Regions from separate parts of the Sus scrofa genome. Here region 2 is linked to region 1. Evidence: chromatin contacts called from public HiChIP or PLAC-seq data. All regions are on one chromosome and are shown on one strand. The core of a region is the stretch at or near the end of the contact, and the rest is flanking DNA. Distances in the headings are between cores, read along the strand shown. Region 1 overlaps STK35 (serine/threonine-protein kinase 35). Region 2 holds the start of STK35 (serine/threonine-protein kinase 35).

Region 1 (6,098 bases), core at 2,205-4,704:
CCTCTGACGGATCAGAAGAGACAGTGGTGCCAGGGCTGCTGACCCTCCCACCCCCACCCCCGGGACTAGCATGTTGGTATCTGAGTGTGAAGAGCCAGCTGTCTTGGTTACGAAACAAATGAAAATGACTCATTTTGAAGCTAATCCTGCTTTGAAGGAGAGGCCTGCCCTCTGTGACCCTGAGATTACCCTGCCTCTGGGCCTCCCCAGCATGAGATGCTAAAAATGAGTACCTTGAGCCTCGGTTCGCTCATCTGTAAAATGGGGATGATTCCTGCGTGGCTCTTAGCTTGGACAAAGCCGGCTTTGCCTATCAGGCCTTGCGCCATGTCTCGTTTGTCACAGGTGTCATTAGCTTCGGTGGTGAGACCGGCAGGCAGGACATTAGGGGGCTCTAGGGAGGGGTGAGTTCTTGGCTTCCACCCGGTAACACCGTAACTTGTGTGCCAGTCAGATGACTTTCTTTCCTGTTAAGTAGATGAGAGGCAGAGAGGAATAGAGAACACTAGACCGTAGATTTGAAACCCCGTTAACTATTTACTAGCCGTTTGACCTTGCCAATGGAGACGGCTTTCCCGTGGACAGGTGATGAGACTGTGTAAAGTAGTGAGACTCTGAGGACTTTGGCTTCACGTCCCTGCTTCCCTGGCAGCGTGGAGCGCCGGTTCAGGTGCCACCCCTGAAGCCCGCAGGCTGGTCGGGAGCCCTCCTGACAAGTGCCAGTGCTCCCTGGGGCACTGACCACCCTTTGAATGAGTAGCTGGGACCGTTTTGTGTGAAGCCGCGGAAAGTTGGTCTGCCCAAACAGCCAGGTGGCGTTTTAGATCTCTAGGTCCCAGGACTTCAGAAATCCACCTGCAGGCCTGAGGAGATGGAAAGATGCCACCATCTGGCCGCCCTTGGGGCCTCATGGGGAAGGTGTGGCGGAGACTCAAATCCTTCCCCATGGGGATCAGAGAGCTGCCCTCCCGCCGCCTCCACCACCACCTCCACTGCCCTCCTCCTGAAAACCATTTTGAAAACACAGGAGCAAAATGTCCTGAATTAAGCTTTGACTTTAGATCAGTCATAGATAGTTGAGTGTGTGACACCCTAAGAACCAAAAAGGCCATCAGCGTCACTGACCAGCAAGGTAGATATCCCTGCCCCCTCCACCACCACCCCCCACCCCCTGCCCCCTCCACCCCCCCCCCCAGCCGCAGCCGCTGCTGGCAGTCTTCCCGGCCCACCCCAGAGGGGAAGTAGCTGCCTCCGCCTTTGCCAGAGGGAAAAGGAGGTGGGATAATGTAAACAGCAGAGCCGCCAGCGTCCCTGATAGGGGGCTAGAGTGCTGAGGTAAAACATAGCTGTGGCTCCCTGAGCTTTTCAAATCCCGTGGTTGCCAAACTTACACATTTCAAAGGACATTATAGTTTAAAGGCCAGCCGGTAAGGGGTGGGGTAGGAGATGGAAGAGTTTTTATTTTTTTGGTCTTTTTAGGGCCCCACCCGTGGCATATGGAAGTTTCCCAGGCTAGGGTCTAATTGGAGCTGCAGCCGCAGGCATACACCACAGCCACAGCCACGCCAAATCTGAGCCACGTCTGCCACCTACACCATAGCTCACGGCAATGATGGATCCTTAACCCACTGAGCAAGGCTAGGGATCAAACCCACAACCTCATGGTTCCTAGTTGGATTCGTTTCTGCTGCGCCATGACAGGAACTCCTACATGGAAGAGTTTTTGAACCACTCCCATTTACTTTCATCATCATCTCACCAAAGAAAGGGCATTTTGACACCAGCAAAGTAGGAAGGCCACACTTTTAGGATAAAGGGTAGCCTTTTATTCGCCCTGCCATTCCCAGTCTCCAAGTTCAGGACTAGGGGAGGGGGGTAACCTGTGAGCCCAGTCAGTCCCCACCCCCGTCACTGCCAGCCCCTCCTCCGCTTCCACCAGCTTCTGTTGGTCTTCATGGGAGCAGGTTGGTTCCCCAGTCTCCTTGGACAGACCAGCCAAGTGCCTGGCTGGCGGAGGAACTTGCCAGAAGGCTGCTCACAGCCTGGTTGGCAGCGCATCCCCCTTTGGTGCTCTGGACCCCAGACCTGTGCGGAGGTACCTCAGCCAAGCCTTCCACAAGCCTGTTCTGAGTGAATCTGTTTACAGATGAAGGGATTAAATGGGTTTTAAACCCTTCTTAGGCTCTTCTTGTTGCTCTAGGAAGGGCTCTTATATTACAAAGTTACCCATTAAAAGCAGAAGCCTTGGAGTAAGACAGCCCTAGTTCAGCTCTTTCTCTACCACTTATTAGCCATGCAGATCCTGTCTGTGGACTTCAGTTTCCCGTCTCTGAAGCTGGGGCGACAGCAGCTCCTACCTCGTAGGGTGGCTGGGTGAAGCGAGCCAGGAGATGGTACAGCCCCGACCGTGACCCCAGTCAGTGGAAAGCAGTGGAGGAGGGTAGACAGCCTGCGGTTATTACACGTAAACGAGTCCGACCTTTAAACGTAAGAGAACATGCCTGGCACATAACTAAGCGCGGAGTCAGTGCTTGCTATTACAATTGTGGAGAAATAAGTCAGATGTACTGAGGGAATGTAGTCCTAAGAGCCGGAGTAAGAAAGAGAAACGTTAGCCAGCACCTTCCCGGATCGCCGACACCTTTCCCGGAGGAGACCAAGTGAGTGCAGGCTGTCAGAGGCCCTGGCAGAGCTGGCTCTGGAAGCACTACCGGAAGGGCTTTGGCCAGTGCCCGAGCACACTTCTGCTGCTCCACAGCCCTGACCTGGGGCGGGCAGCTCCATCTCTGAGCCTCTTGCCTCCTTAAGTCCTCACTCTGAGCTAATTTGGGCAGGTGCCGGCCAGGCGTGCCCTATCGACATCACCTACAGGCTAATCACATCACCCTTTTTCATGGTGCTCAGAGGGGTGCCTTTGCCTTCCGAGAGGGCTCTGTGGTCTGAAGTCAGCGTTCCAACTGAGAGGGACCAGGCAAGGCTGGCTGAAGCCAGTAATCGGGCAGTCGAGCCGCAGCCCGGGGCCTGGGAGTGGAGGTGTGGCACCTGCTAGGATGAAGGGTGAGGGCCCACCGGGCTGGGACCTGGGCCATTTGTTGTTCCAACAGGTGCCTGGGAGGCCTGCTCCTTGACCCCAGGGCCATGTGGTCTGAGCCCTTCCTGCTCATGGCTGAGGAAGGTCCCCCACTGTCTTGCAGGGAGGTGGCTGCCACTGGCTCCTGGGGAAGAGGCACCTTCTCTAATGGGAGACGGGAGAGGAAGCCACAGTTAGGTCTCCTGTGGAAGAAACAGCTCTGTTTCTCTTTCCCCTGCCGACCAGGGAGAAGCAGGCAGGCCTGTGGACTGAGACATCCTGCCGGGAGGGCCGGAGCCAGCGCCAAAGCTGGAGGGAGGGAGGGTGGAGGAGCCTGGGGGAAATGTCAGTCGTGCGTCCTGGCAGGGGACCCCGGTGATCACAGCGTCATGACGCTGGTGTGTCGGGCAGTCTCTCAGAGTGCTGGGCGCTTGGTTTGACCTTCTACAGGCACACTCTGTCCCACTAGTTTATTATGTAAGAGATTGCTGGCTTCTGAATCTCTGCCTCCCTGATTGAGCTGCAGCAGCCATGGGCCCCCTTCCTGCTGTGATGGTCGTCTGTCTGAGGTTGTCATCAGCTCAGGTCCTACCAAGGGAGGGAGGAAAAGCAGTGTTGAAAGATCATAGCTGGTTCCAAAAATTACCTTAGCACCTCACACATGAGCATACAACTACCAGGCTTTTCTGGTCGTATCTCGCACAGACTTCGTGTCTCAGATGGTAGGTCCCCCCCCCACCCCTCCCTGCCCCCATCTGATGGCTCTGCTTCGCCTACTGAAAGCAGCAGGAAGAAGGCACTAGGTCTGCCGAATAAAGCTAGAGTTTGAGAGGAGCTCCTGCTGTGGCCCAACGGGATAGGCAGCATCTTGGGAGTGCTGGGACGTGGGTTCGATCCCTGGCCTGGCACAGTGGGTTAAAGATCTGGCGTTGCCACAGCCGTGGCTTAGGTTGTGACCGCGGCTCAGATTTGATCCCTCACCCAAAGCTCCATATGCTACAGGGCAGCCAGGAAAAGGGAGGGAAAAAAAAAAGCCTAGCGTTTGGGACTGCTCACCACAGGATGTGCTCATGATGATTAAATTTTTCCAAGTCAAAAACTGGCATACAAGACCCACCAGTTGGACGTTTGCTGAGGGGAGTAAGAAGGCAGAGAAACAGGAGCAGCACCTCTTGTCCGCCAGGTGTGGAAAAATCTCTGCTGTCCTCTGCATGAAGGAGCCTGGGTTCTGGGACCTTTTCTTGGTGCCGCCAACTCTCTTATTCATTAAAGCACACTGCCTTTCCCATCAAAAAAGTAAAGGGTGACGATGCAACATGTACTCAATACTGAACATACAGAGGGAACGCGGGGGAAGAAGAAAGGCCACCCATGACAAGTCCTACGACATTTTGGTGTGTTTCTTGCCAAATTTCCTATGCGCAGTGGGTTTTGTTTTCTACATAGCTATGGTCATACTATGTCACACAACTTCATAGCCGCCTTGTTTCCCCACTTAATCCATGGAAGTGCTTCTGCCATAACGTTTAAAATGCCACCCAGCCTTCTCATTTCCTCTGTCATATATCATTGAGTAGATGGATCATTTGCTTCAGTCTATCTTATTTTTGGCTTTGTGGGTTATTGCCTCAATTTAAGTACTACTTCAGTGGACATCTTTATTCATGAAGTCATTTTCATATTTAGGATAAGCGTTTAAACTAAATTTCTAGAATTACAGGGTCTAAATACATCCAAAGCTCTGAAAATGCTGCTAGGTTGCTTCCAGAAGGCTTTGTTGGGGTCTTCCAGCGGCGAGCGTTCTGCATGGCACCTTCCCGTGGCCAGAAACAGTTTGGACGGTTCAGTGGCTGGGGACCATGGTCTCTTTAAACTTGACACACTCATCATCTCTGGTTGGGGACAAATGTCTAGAAGAAGATGGCCTCATCAAGGGGTGGGTTCCTCCCGTGGGCCGGGTCTTTGACAGTTATTCGGAAAAGAGCCCCTGTTTCTCAGAGGAGGGGATGAGGCTGACAGGTAGAAAGTAAATTGTCTAAAATCACCGTGTCCTGCTGCCTCTCGCACAGACTAGCCAAGCGCCTCCCCAGGCCCCAAGGGTGACAGGCCAGTGTTGCCAGACTGTACAGGTGGCAGGTAATGGTGAGGCGGACACAGGGCTGGGTGGGCACACCTGTCGGGCTGCAGAGAGCTTATCGAGCCTTGAAGCCATTGGGGGGGTGGGTTCAGGCACACGGGGAAAGGTTGGTCTTCTTCAGTCATTCAGGGCGAGGGTGGGCACTTAGAAACTCGTAGCTGACGCTCTCCGGGACAGGCAGCTCCCAGCTCAGGGCAGCTCAGACTGGGCAGGATGGGGGCTGGCCCAGGGCTAATCTCTGTGGGCTCTTACATTCTAGGCCGTCCTCGAGACCAGGTCCCTGAGACATGGGCCCCTGGTCTTGTTGAGACCTGGCACCAAGGCCATTGCCAAAAAATAGCTGATGATAATCCAGCCAAACCCTGCTGTAAGTTTTCTACGTGTTAGTCCATCGGGCCCTCATAATAACCTGTGATGTGGTACAGGGGCCGAGACCAAGGAACCAGAGGACTGGGCCACGGTTCCTGCTCCAGAACCTTGTTCCTGCCCACGGCAGTATCAGTGAGAGTCAGCAGGCAGCTCTGGGCACAGCCCTGCCCCCGCCTGCAGGCGTGGTCCCTCCTATGACCAGTGCAGATTCTCAGGCCACAGCCTCACTTTTCTTGTCACTGAAATGGGATAAGTAAACTCGAGAGGGTTGCTGTGAACTTTGAGTGCAACGCGATTAGTCCGAGAGGGTCCCGTGACCTCTTGTTCCTACCAGTGCAGGGAAGCCAGAGGGAGGGATGGGGTTCGTGCTGGGCTTTGTGTGGCCGGCTTTCCAGCCAGAGTCTTCTGCCCCTCAGTCAACATGACCTCAGGCGCAGCACTGAGAAAGGAGAATAGTGTGTATCTGGCACGGTGGTTGTAGTGAGGCCGGATTCACCCCATGTGGGGTGTTTAGGAGCCTCC
Region 2 (6,581 bases), core at 201-2,700, 39 kb before region 1:
CTTAACCCACTGAGCAAGGCCAGGGATCGAACCCGCAACCTCATGATTCCTAGTCGGATTCGTTAACCACTGAGCCACGACGGGAACTCCCCCACAATGTCTTATTTTCTATGTCAGCCCCTCAAAGGCCGGGGCCTACGGGAAGGGCCTAAAGCCTCCCTGCTGCTCCTGCCCTTTTCTTCCATGTCTCCTGCAACTATTGTGTTCCAGTCATGTCCAGCGCATGTGAGGCTCCAGGGAACTAGGCATAGGCATGTTTGCTGACAGGGAAGCCGAGGAAGAAGGTCCTACATGTTCACATAAATGCCCGCCATTAGGGGGGGCTGAGGGGGGTAAGACAGTGTGAAGAGCCTGGGGTCTCAGTTCAAATCCCAGCTAATCAAGCTCCTCCCTTTAGCCTCTTCATCTGTAAAATGGGGCTAAGAACAGTACCTCACAGGCATGAGAATTCTTTGTTACCTTCTATGCCTGACAGAAAACTTTAATGAATGTTGGCTATTGGTCATAAGAATAAGAACAGATTACCACTGTAACTTAAACCAGGAGTTCCCATCGTGGCTCAGTGTTTAACGAATCAGACTAGTATCCATGAGGACCTGGGTTTGATCCCTGGCCTCACTCAGGGGGTTAAGGATCCGGTGTTGCTGTGAACTGTGGTGTAGGTGGAAGACTCGGCTCAGATCCCGATTGGACCCCTAGCCTGGGAACTTCCATATGCCGTGGGTGCAGCCCTAAAAAGACCAAAAAAAAAAAACCCTACAAAATACACACACAAAAAAATTGTCCAGGAGTTCCTGTTGTGGCTGGTAGAAACCAACCCGACTAGTATACCTGAGTTAATTAACGGCCTTTCTAGATTAAAGGAAACTAAAGCGACATGACAACTAAATGCAACATGTGTTCCTCATTGGCTCCTAGAGGACAGCTATATTACTGGGACAATAGCAAAATTTAACTATGGAAGTTGTATTAAATCATATTATTGTTAAAGTTCTTGATGTTGATCATTGTACTGAAATTTTGCAACAGAATATCCCTGTTTTTAGGTAATACACACAGAAGTAGTTAGGAATTAAAGAGCATGATGTCTGAAACAAAGTGTTTTTTTGGGGAAAAAGTACATATATATATTGCATATAATATATGCACAAACATATACACAAGAGAGAATGTGATAATGCAAGTAGTAAAATATAAAAAATTATTATGACAATTTTAAAAGTATATGAGGGCGTTCCCGTGGCTCAGCGGTATTGAACCCAACTAGTATTCATGAGGACGCAGGTTGGATCCCTGGCCTCACTCAGTGGGTTAAGGATCCGGTGTTGCCGTGAGCTGTAGTGTTGGTCACAGATGTGACTTGGTTCCCGAGTTGCTGGGGTTGTGGCATAGGCCAGCAGCTGCAGCTCTGATTCAACCCCTAGCCTGGGAACCTCCATATGCTGCGAGTGCAGCCCTAAACAGCAAAAAAAAGTTTTTCAGTGACCACACTAACAGAAGTGGCTTGACCGCAACCCTCAGGCACTGTTTAGCTTATTCTTCTCCTTCGTTACACACTAATATTGTCAAAAAAAGACCCTGGGTATTAGCTTATTTAATAGTATCTGATAGTTAATGTGTGCAAAGCCTGACCTAAGTGCTTTAACCATCTACCCTCAGTGGATTCTCCAACTACTATTCTTCTCATATTACAGATGAGGACTAGAGACACCATAACGTTAATTAATGGTGTTCCCTGGTGGTCTAGCAGTTAAGGGCTCAGAGTTGTCACTGCTGTAGCTGGGGTTATTCCTGTGGCCAAAAAAGTTTACTTGTGCAAGGTCACCCATATGATTCCATGAGGCACAGAACCTCAACTAAGGTAGAGACTGTCTTGTTCACAGCTCTTTCCCTGGCAATTTAGAACAAAAACGGTGCCTAACATATTATAAGCACTCAATAAATATCTAGATTCAGTTAACAGATATAAGGCATCTAGGAGGCATTGGAGTACAAAGCAGTGAAAAAATATTTAAAAATTCATGCCTAAATGGAGCTTACATTGAACGCTCTCAGGCCTGCACCCAATTAGCCACCCTAGATATAAATATGTACGTGTATGTACATTTCATTTGGTGCTATCAACCCTGAAAATTAGGGCCTACCCACTTTGCAGAAGAGTAAACTGAGGGTCCAAGTGGGGCAATGTTTTGCCCAGGATCCAGGGGCTTAACAGGAGGCAGGGCTCTAGATTCCAACCCAGACCGGGCGGTTCCCAGGCAATCCTTATGCATTAATCAAACCGACCAATCCAATCACCCAATCAGTGTTTATTTGGGCCTACTGCGTGCAGCTCCTCTTCCAGCGCAGGCCAGGAAGGGAGGAGGTTGTGCTGCGCAGGCGGCTTCGGAGACCGGGGAGTTACAGCCAGATCGCGGGAATTTGGCGCCCATTTTCTGCTGGTTAGGTGTTCTAGCCTGTGATTGGGCCTCGGCGCGGCGTGAGTACGCCCGGCTGCGGCTGGTCGGCCGACCTTGGCAGGACCCAGGCGGCGCGGTACTCTTCCGGCCTCCCGGGGGATGGGCCACCAGGAGCCCCCGCTGGCCCGAGTGCGGGCCGGACGTGAGGCTTATATAAAAGGGTTACGTAAAGGGCTCAGCTGGCGCGAACACGTGGAGAGCCGCGGGAGCCCCTACGCTCAGTTCTCCCCCGAGAGCGCCGCTGCCATCACCCGTGCGGCCGCAAGCTCCATTGCACGCTCGGCCCGGGCCAACGCCTCTCGCGCCGCTCCGTACCGGAGGCAGCCCTGGCCCGGAGCGGACCATCCCCAACCCGGGGCCTTAGAGGGGAAACGGGCTGCCCGGAAGTGGAAAGGAGCCGGCCAGGTAAGGGTGCGGTCCGCGGAGTAAAAGCCAGCAGCCAGCCGGGGCGACCCCGGAGCCTCCTGGGCAGAGCAGGAGGGCCCCCAGATTAGCGCGCTCAGGAACGCCGAACTTTTAAGGCGACTCTTTCCACCCGCAGCCTTTCGGGACTTGGGTCGGTCCGCGGGGATCCGTTCGAGCTTAATTCAATGGACTGTTTACACCCGGGAGAACACAGGGAGGGACGCGGGGAGGGGCATCCCAGAGGGAGCCGAGCGGGGGAACCAGATCTCCACAGGCCGATTTGGCGCTTAAGGCGATTTTCTTAAGTCACGACCGCTGCAGGTCCTTGTTTTTCGTATTGTTATAGGATAAATCAACTGAACAGACGAGGAGGTTTTGCTTTTCTTTCCGGCTCCCCCTCTGAGCCATTGCCCCGTGGTTTCGTCTTTCCCGCTTTCCCCTCCCTTCCCCCGTTCAGTCAGCCGCCGTGGCTTCCGTCTTAAAGGGGCCGTGGCGGCCGGAGGAGGAGGAGGTGGGACGCCTTGCGGCCTACGCTCCTTGCCTCCCCGCCTCGGCCTGCGCGTTTAACCGGTTCTTTCGCCCACAGGTCACAATCCAAGGTCCCGATCCTCCGCGTCCCGGGGCCGGACGGAGGGATGAGGCAGGGGGGGCCCGGGCAGCGCCGTTGCTGCTCCCCCCGCCGCTCGCAGCCATGGAAACGGGGGAAGAGGACGGCGCCCGCAGAGGTACACAAAGCCCCGAGCGGAAAAGGCGAAGCCCAGTGCCGCGGGCGCTCAGCGCGAAGCTGAGGCCGGCGGCGGCGGCCCAGGCCATGGATCCGGTGGCGGTCGAGGCCCCGGGCGAGGCCTACCTGGCGAGGCGGCGGCCCGAGGGCGGCGGCGGGTCAGCGCGGCCGCGCTACAGCCTGCTGGCGGAGATCGGGCGCGGCAGTTACGGCGTGGTGTACGAGGCAGTGGCCGGGCGCAGCGGGGCCCGGGTGGCGGTCAAGAAGATCCGCTGCGACGCCCCCGAGAACGTGGAGCTGGCGCTGGCCGAATTCTGGGCCCTGACCAGCCTCAAGCGGCGCCACCAGAACGTCGTGCAGTTTGAGGAGTGCGTCCTGCAGCGCAACGGGCTAGCTCAGCGCATGAGCCACGGCAACAAGAACTCGCAGCTTTACCTGCGCCTGGTGGAGACTTCGCTCAAAGGTAGGGGCGTCTCGGGCCGCCTTGGCTACTCAGGGCCTGGACCCACGAATCCGGTGGGCTCTGCTCAAAGTGACCCCAGGACCTCTTACCTAGACCCTGGTCTTGGCCCTGTCACTCTGAACCAGACACACCCTCCTTTCCAAGCCAAGCATTTGGGCTGTCCTCTCAGCTCAGGATCCAGGATCCGGGATCCGTTCTCAGCACTGTCGTTAGCTGGTATTTTCATAACAAATGTTCATTAAGCGCTAACCATTGTCTCGGTAAGTGCTCAATAAGTGTGAGCCATTATTATGAAACGTGTAGCACTTTTAAAGTCGGATTTGAGAGTGGAGGGGGTTGGATTCAGACTTGGTGGAAGGACTAACAGAGCCCCCCTCACACTCCTGGGCCTCTTCTCTTTTCCCTCCTAAAACAAACAAAAGTTTGCTGGACCCACCCATACCCCTTTCTTCTCTGGCTCCCAAAAGCCTGACACCCTCCAGCCCCGCCCTGCAGATTCTTGCTTCCTGGTCTTCCTTTTCCTCAGAGACCCCCAGCTCTTCATCCCAGGGCAGTCAAGCGAACTGGCGGTTTTCGGGCTAAGTCCTCTTGGGACTTGAAAAATAATAACCCCACAGGTGGGCCTAGAGCGGTCACGCAACAACTTCTAACATCTTTTTCCTCTGCTTATTCTCAGCCCTCTGAGGCTGGCTTGCAAGTGGCTTTATACATAGGGAAGGTGGAGCTCGGTTTGACAAGGGGGTTTTGCAGTCCCGGGAGGCTTAGTCCTAGTTTCAGGGTTTTAGCTGCAGTTAGGCAGTGGGTACATCCTGAGTGCTTGGTACTCACGTGTCTTGTTCAGACTACAAGTAGCCAAGGGTCTGTTCAGAGAGGAAGGAGCCAGTGGGCTAGGAACGCTTGCTAATCTGAGCCGCTATGCTATGCCCTAGATAGCTTATCGAGTGACTTTAAGTAATAACTTGAAAAGTAAATCCTCTCCTCTTTCTATAAATGGAGAAACAAAGGATTAAAGGGGAAGAAGTTGATGAAGGTTAATCAGCTTGTAAGGAAAGTCGGGTTGTGCTCTTGGTTTCTTTTACAGTTTTTCGTAGCTTAAGCGATGCGAACCCAGACCTGCCATGATTCAAGGTCTTGATCCTTCTAAAAGGGGTGATGGTGTCCATCCTACCCCGAGGATGAACTGGACCTGACCTTACTAAGAAGGGGTAGGATTTGGGGTAGGGTTGGTTAAGGCATTGTGTTTGGAGCTTTGGCCTGACTTTAAGATCCTACAAGCCCATCCCTGTTTCAAGTCAGTCGTTTGACAAAGATGGAGGGACATGCTCTCTGTTGTTATTCCCTGGGGTCCCTTTTCAAACTAGGCTTCTACTTTTTATGCCAATCCCTGCCTCATCCATCCTGAAAGCCCACCCTTTCTCCAGGGTGAGTATATTCGTTTTGAAAAGAATTTCCAGGAGGTTCTTTGGGCTCACCTGTATTCTGCAAGCTCTTCATTCTCAGACTGTCTTCTCTGTGGTTAATGAGTGGTCTGGACTTTGATATTACACAGCTGTCTTGGGATGTAGGAATTTGCTTTGCCACAGGATCCCCTTCTACTCGACGTTCATTGATGCCAGTCTTGAAATGTCAAGCTGAGTTGGAAGTCTTTGCTTCATCTCTCTACGCAAAAATACTGCGCACACTTTCCTCACCTGTGGAATTTGTCAAGACTCCACAGTCAACAGTGGCAGCGTAGCATAGTGACTAATACCATGGGCTCTGGGGTTAGCCTCGCTTTTAGCCATGGCTTCTCTGAACTGACTGCATGGGACATGGGGCAACTTGTTAAAAACCTGTGGGGAGCATTCCTTTAACCGTGGAGTGCAGTACCTTTGTTGTAGGGTTGCTGTGAAGCCTGGGAGTATCAACAAGTGCTCCAGATGAAAAGTTCACTGCTTCAGTTAATTTCAGGCTGCATTTTGAATCTTCTCCCACTGACAGTTCCCTTTAAGATTCAGTGTTCCTGGGAGATCCCTTCGTGGCTCAGCAAGTAACAACTCAGCTAGGATCCATGAGGATGGATGCAGGTTCGATCCCTGGCCTCGATCATCACAGCTCTTGGACCTGGCGTTGCCATGAGCTGTGGTGTAGGACACAGATGCAGCTCAGATCCCGCGTTGCTGTGGCTGTGGTGTAGCCCAGCAGCTGTAGCTCTGATTCCACCCCTCGCCTGGGAACCTCCCCATGGCTTGGATGCGTCCCTAAAAAGACCCAAAAAAAAGATTCGGTGTTCCCTGTTCAAGTTTCCCAAATTCGTTTGACCGTGGAACACATTCCGTTTCCTGTGTTGTCGGCAGCGCCAAGTTGACAGAAACCCTGGGATTTTTCTTCCTCCCTTTGTGAACTAAAACTGAGGCCTAAAAATAATTTGCTTTAGGCCGCATACTTAATATGTCCCTTTTAGTTATTTGGAGTCTTACATGAATGAGCCTCTACTCTAGGTCAGTTCATGTCATGGGCTCCGGAATGGAGCAGTAAAGACAGTGCACGT

Evidence for each region. HiChIP or PLAC-seq counts read pairs in DNA pulled down with a chosen protein or histone mark.
Region 2: an H3K27ac HiChIP or PLAC-seq map of skeletal muscle shows a contact between it and region 1. The contact joins the promoter of STK35 here to the enhancer-like site in region 1. A contact is called at or near these places in 6 of 47 Hi-C or Micro-C datasets (embryonic fibroblasts, heart right ventricle, mesenchymal stem cells and 1 more) and 2 of 2 datasets of contacts at active chromatin or transcription factors (alveolar macrophages and skeletal muscle).

The regions. Positions count from the first base shown.
Region 1 is chr17:33,371,842-33,377,939 of Sscrofa11.1, reverse strand. All of the region lies in intron 3 of STK35 (serine/threonine-protein kinase 35), which reads left to right. Among named protein-coding and RNA genes, the nearest start is that of STK35, 38 kb to the left of the region's middle. Within about 2 kb of position 3,454, at least 25 of the 83 cell types and tissues checked have an H3K27ac peak or open chromatin away from gene starts, as enhancers often do. A contact at or near this core is called in skeletal muscle, where this site is marked.
Region 2 is chr17:33,408,197-33,414,777 of Sscrofa11.1, reverse strand. STK35 (serine/threonine-protein kinase 35) reads left to right here and starts at 1,450. Exons shown (of 5, transcript XR_002339847.1): 1 at 1,450-2,864; 2 at 3,451-4,051.